Regions from separate parts of the Dromaius novaehollandiae genome. Here region 1 is linked to region 2. Evidence: chromatin contacts called from public Hi-C data. All regions are on one chromosome and are shown on one strand. The core of a region is the stretch at or near the end of the contact, and the rest is flanking DNA. Distances in the headings are between cores, read along the strand shown. Region 1 holds the start of CSRNP1 (cysteine and serine rich nuclear protein 1). Region 2 has its middle 110 kb from the start of XIRP1.

What was found. Hi-C and Micro-C count contacts between places; a contact is called where the count stands out from the background.
Region 1: a contact with region 2 is called in a Hi-C map of liver, with 9 times the contacts expected there. The contact joins the promoter of CSRNP1 here to the enhancer-like site in region 2. A contact is called at or near these places in 2 of 4 Hi-C or Micro-C datasets (brain and liver).

Annotation. Positions count from the first base shown.
Region 1 is chr2:6,603,135-6,606,263 of bDroNov1.hap1, forward strand. CSRNP1 (cysteine and serine rich nuclear protein 1) reads left to right here and starts at 1,843. Exons shown (of 5, transcript XM_064505706.1): 1 at 1,843-2,042.
Region 2 is chr2:6,438,217-6,441,182 of bDroNov1.hap1, forward strand. No RefSeq gene overlaps it. Among named protein-coding and RNA genes, the nearest start is that of XIRP1, 110 kb to the left of the region's middle. Within about 2 kb of position 1,290, at least 2 of the 2 cell types and tissues checked have open chromatin away from gene starts, as enhancers often do.

The DNA of each region.
Region 1 (3,129 bases), core at 593-3,092, 170 kb after region 2:
TAATTGTGGAACATAGCCCCCTTTTGGAGCCCCATCCCCCTTTTGGGGCTCAACCCCCTTTTGGGGGCTAACACTTGTTTATAGGGCCCAGACCCCCTTTTGGGGACCCAGACCCCTTTGGGGGAACCCAGACCCCCTTTGCGGGCCAACATCTGCTTATGGGGTCCAACCCCCTTTTGGGGACCCAGGCTTCTACTGGGGACCCAGATCCCTTTTGGGGAACCCAGACCCCCTTTGGTGACCCAACATCCTTTTGGTGAACCCAGACCCCTTTTGGGGTCCCATCCTCCTTTTGGAGACCCAGACCCCCTTTTGGAGACCTATGCCCCTTATGGGGGTCAGTCCCTTCTCTTGGCGTCTAACCCCCTTTGGGGGACCCAACCCCCTTTGGGGGGCCCAGACCCTTTGGGGGGAACCCAGACCCCCTTTTGGGGACCCAAAACCCTTTGGGGGACCCAGGCCCCTTATGGAGGCCAGTCCCTTCTTTTGGAGTCCAAACCTCTTATAAGAATCCAACCCCCTTTTGGGGGCCAACACCTGCTTATGGGGGTCAACCCCCTTTCGGGTAACCCAGACCCCTTCTGGGGACCCATCGCCTTTTGGTGACCCAACTTCCCTTTTGGGGGACCCAGAACCCTTATGGGGAACCCAGACCTCTTTTGGGGGCCAACAGCTTATGGGGGCCAACCCCCTTTTGGGGAACCCAGATCCCTTCTGGGGACACAGACCTCTTATGGGGAATCCAGTCCCTTCTTTTGGAGTCCAAGCCTCTTATAAGTACGCCCCCCCCTTTTGGGGGACCCAGACTCCTTTCGGAGACCCAGAACCCTTATGGGGAACCCAGAACCCTTCTGGGGGCCAACAGCTGCATATGGGGGCCAACCCCCCTTTGGGGAACCCCAGACTCCTTTTGGGGACCCGATCTCCTTTTGGGGAACCCAGACCCCTTTTGGTGACCCACCTCCCCTTTGGGGGACCCTGAGCCCTTGTGGGGTACCCAGACCCTTCTTTTGGTGTCCAAACCTCTTATAGGCACCCAACCCCCTTTTAGGGGACCCAGACCCATTTTGGGGAATCCAGACCCCTTTTGGGGGCCAACACCTGCTTATGGGGGCCAACCCCCTTTTGGGGACCCCCAGACCCCTTATGGGGACCCAAACCCCTTTTGGTGACCCAACTGCCTTTAGGGGACCCAGAACCCTTACGGGGAACCCAGACCCTTCTTGGGGCATCCAAATCTCTTATACGCACCCAACCCCCTCTTGGGGAACCCAGACCCCTTTTGGTGACCCACCTCCCCTTTGGGGGACCCAGAACCCTTATGGGGAACCCAGACCCCTTTTGGGGGCCAACAGCTGCTTAGGGGGCCAGCCCTCTTCTGGGGGACCCAGACCCCTTTTGGGGACCCAGAACCCTTATGGGGAACCCAGACCCCTTTTGAGGACCAACACCTCCTTATGGGGGCCAACCCTCTTTTGGGGGACCCAGACCCCTCTTGGGGACCCAGAACCCTTATGGGGAACCCAGACCCTTCATGGGGCATCCAAACCTCTTATGGGCCCCCAACCCACTTTTGGGGGCCCCAGACCCCTTTGGGGGCCCCAGACCCCTTTTGGGGCCCTTTGAGGTCCACCCCTTTGTGTCCCCCCTCCACACCCCCCCCCGGGGGCCCAGCCCCGCCGCCGCCCCCGCGGGGAGGGGGCGTGTGGGGGGGGGGGCGGCCCGTGGTCCGCGGCGGGTCCGCACCCCCCGCCGGGGCCGCCGGCGCCCGGGCAGCGCCGCCGCGACCGGGAGGCGCCCGCCGCCCCCCGCGCCCGCCCCGGCTGCCGGCGCCCGGGGGGGCAGGAAGCCGGGCGGGCAGGCCGGGCCGCGCCGTCTCCGCGCCCTGTCACCGCCTGCGTCAGAGCCCCGGAGTTTTCCACTGACGAAAAAGGGCAGCGCAGCGCGGCGCGGCTCAGCCCCGGCAGCGGCAGCGGCAGCAGCGGGAGGCGCCGCGCCAGGCTCCGCCGCCGCCGCCGCCACCGCGCCGAGCCGAGCCGCAGGTAGGGCTGCGGGGACCGGGGGGACGGCGGGGGGCTGCGCCTCGGGCAGCGCCGTCGGGGGGGCCGGCGCGGGGCCGCACTCGCTGCCTCTCGGTCGGGGGGTCCAGATCGGTGCCCGGCGCCCTGCCCCTCGGTCGGGGGGGCCCCGGCTCCCTGGCGGGTTCAGTGTCCCGCCGTCGGGGTGCCGGTTCGGTGCCCCTCGGTGGGGCGCCCGGCTCGGTGACCGGCTCGGTGCCCCTCAGTGCGGGGCGTCCCGCTCGGTGCCCCTGGGTCGGAAGGTCCGGTTCGGTGCCCCTCGGTCGGGGGCGCCCGGGTCGGTGCCCCTGGGTCGGAGTGTCCGGTTCGGTGCCCCTCAATGGGGGACGCCCGGGTCGGTGCCCCTGGGTCGGAGGGTCCGGTTCGGTGCCCCTCAATGGGGGACGCCCGGGTCGGTGCCCCTGGGTCGGAGGGTCCGGCTTGGTGCCCAGTTCGGTGCCCCTCGGTGGGGCCCCCGGGTCGGTGACCGGCTCGGTGCCCCTCAATGGGGGGCGCCCTGTTCGTTGCCCCTGGGTCGGAAGGTCCGGTTCGGTGCCCCTCGGTGGGGGCGCCCGGGTCGGTGCCCCTGGGTCGGAGGGTCCGGTTCGGTGCCCCTCAATGGGGGACGCCCGCCTCGGTGCCCCTGGGTCGGAGGGTCCGGCTTGGTGCCCGGTTCGGTGCCCCTCGGTGGGGGCGCCCACTCGGTGCCCCTGGGTCGGAGGGTCCGGCTCGGTGCCCCTCGGTCGGAGGGTCCAGCTCGGTGCCCCTGGGTCCGGGGTACCCGGCTCGGTGCCCCTCAATGGGGGTTGCCGGCTCGGTGCCCCTGGGTCGGCGGGTCGGGCTCGGGGCCGGGCTCGGGGCCGCGCCGTCGGGACCGGGGCGGACGCGCCGCGGCGGCGCCGTCTGGCCGAGCCGCTCCTGCCCGCGGCCGCCCGCGGGGCGCGGGGAGCGCGGCGGGGCCGGCGGCGCCGGGCGGGAGCGGAGGAGACGGCGGGGCCCCGACGGGGCCGCACCGCCCGCGGCGACCCCGCGGCGCTGCCGAGCGGCCCCGGGCGGCGGGAGCTGCTGCGCT
Region 2 (2,966 bases), core at 40-2,539:
GGGCTGACCTAGAGATCAGCTCTGTGGGGAGGCCTGGAAGCATGGGTAAGCACTGGGGAAGCCGATGTGATTTGCTGTAATTTTATCTCCTCGAAGATGCCTTGATTCTACGCAAAGGATGCAGCTTGTGTCCGCAGTTTGAGACATCACTGCTGCGGGGGGACGAGAGCTCCAGGGGCTGAGCAAACACTTTGGCAGCTCTGTTACAGAGCTGGCGGGCTGGCCTTTCAGGAGCTGCTGCAAGCTCTTGTGCTACCAGCCTCGGGTGAGACCACTGGGGCTGAGAGCAGCAGGGAAGGGTGCATGCATCAGCGGCATCCAGACTGCTGAACCGTGCAGCTCCAGGGCATGGACACACACGACACCCCAAGACTGTCCGTACTGCTAGACTGCGAGCACAGCCCCTGGCATGGGCTAGCATCCTCCAAGAGATGCCCAGGCTCAGTTTGGGGTTTAGCACAGGCCACAGACATTCCCCACAGGCAGCAGCGATGTGGCCATCCTGTTTGAAGGGCAAGGACATTTTTGCGACATAGATGCAAATTGTGCTGTGCCTAACGTGCTCAGAGCAGCCAGGAAGGTGCCAGGGGCACAGTTCGTTTCGCTGCACAATCAGGGCTGGAAGTCAGGGAACTCCTGGTTCAGTGTGTGCTCAAGCCACCTCACGTACTGGTCTCCTAGATATTTGTCTATTCATTTACAACCACCTCTGAACTCTCCCTGGTTTCTGTCAGGTTAACAAGTGCACTCCTTAGCCCTGTGGATGCTCAGAAAATGCAGACTAGGTGGGATCTGGGCTGGGAAATAGCAGCTGTGCACGCTACTTTGCTATGCTTATCTCCTGCAATTTGGGACTTCATTCTGATACTTCTGCTTCGTCCTGATTTACATATCTTGACACTGGTGAAGCCCCATGGCTCTCAAGAACTGCCATCATTTGAACAGTGCTTTGCAAAAATACGAGCTGAGAAATTTCCTTGCGCTCTCTGAGGTTGCTTGGGAAAAATCACTGAGGAACTGCTGCTGGCTACTGCATTACAGCATGACAACGGAGCTGTGTGCAGGTTGGCTTTTTGGTGTTACTACAGAGTTAAAATTGATGGATGATAGGGCTAACAAAATAAAAGAAGGATCTTGAGTGCACTGCCCGGGAAACAGGAAATTCTTCATGGACGAGCGCGCAGAGGTGAACAAAGCGTTAAACCCTGGCAGAGCAGCTGCCGCTGACCTTCTGGTCCCAGCACCGCTAAACAAAGCTCCTGTTACAGCTGAACTTTAGTACCAACTTCTGCCGCCCCAGGGATCCTCGCAAAAGTACATGCCGAGCTGTAATTAGCACAGCGTTGCTCACCGGGGAAGGGCAGAGGCGAGGGAATGGCAGGCCAGCGAAGCCCACAGAGCCCATGATATCCTCTCCTGGAGCGCTCGCAGAAGCTGTCCTCCGCCGTGGCCAGCTCTTGACAGCAGCTGGGAGGCAGCTGCCCACGGTAGGGACCTGGTGAGGTTGTCGTTCCTTGGCCGTGCTCCCGTCTGCACTGTCCTGGCATCCGCCTCCTCCCTGAGCACGCGTGCCCAGGCTATGTCTGCTTGAGGTTTTTAGGTGCTTTTGTAGTGTTCAGCACTGTGCGAGCAAGGCGTACACCCACGGAGAGGCAACAGGGCTCCAGATCTCAATTCACCACTCACATGAAGGGCTGTCCTGGGCTCGAGCAGAGGGTCACCTAGCCTAATTCTTGTCTCCAGCAGCAACCAGTGCCACCTGCTTTGGGAAGACTGTAAGAGGATCTAACACTCCTGTAGCTGAGGACTCCCATAGCTGGAGGATGCATCTAGACCAAGGTGTTCAGTAGCATCTGGTGGATGAATTTTTCTATTTCCACTTAGACTTTTAGCCTTCACAACATACTGCAACAATGAGTTCCATGAATGAATTACGTGTGCTGAGGAAATATGCTTCCTTTTGTGTTTAAAATGTGCCTACTGGTAAATTTACTGAGTGTTCCTGGCTCCTCTGGTGTGGGAAATAGTGAATAGTTGCTTAATATTCATCTTCTGCTCCCTTTTCATGATTTTACAACCTCATACCATATTCTCAGGGAAACTTTATATTTCAGAGGACACATCCAAGTCTGCTCAGTCTCTTCTCACACAGGACCTTCCATAATCCATCCTCGATCCTAGCTGCTCTCCTGTGCTACTTCTGCGGGAGGAAGATTTGAGGCACTTCCCAGCAGAGGACTTCACAGGTGTAATCCAGTCTCTTAGAGTGACATAAAGAGAAACATTTTGAAAAGAAGTCACTTCTAACTCTCCATTGGGGCTGATGCTGGAATTATGGCCCATGGAGAAATGTGCATTTATTTTTCCATGAGACACAACAAGAAGGATGAGGCAAGCTGGACATGAGGAGTTTTGAGTCTCCTTGATTTGATTCAGGCCCCCAAACTGAGAATAAGGAAACCCTGTAAGAAAAATCCTGTTGGTCCACCTCTTCTTTAAAAAGGTATCAAGCTAGTTTTGCAAAAAATAACTCAAAGACTTGTTTCAGAGTCCTCCCATATACTTAAGCCTCTCTGTGACCCTGCATTTCCCTCCACCTGATGATTCACTCTAAAGATTCAGAATTGGTCCTGTGCAACAGCAAGTAAGAATCAGCACACTTAGATGGGGGCAAAGGGTGGTTGTGGCATGGAATAGAGAAATGGCACCAAAAAACCCAAGTCTGGGTTGAAGTAACAATAAAACATGATCTGGACGCTTTCTACACGCGGTTGAGTTCAGCTGCCGTGCTCAGTTTTGTCAGGTTGAGCTTGAAATTTGCCCTCACCTAGCTCAGAGGTTTTTCTGCATATAGTTCAGACTGCAGCCAACTCCAGAGCTGTCCATCGTGTGCTTTTTGCTGCTCCAGTTGGGAGCTTGTGTGGCTTGGCCTTATCCCTCCCAGCCTGTTGCCTTTACACCAACAG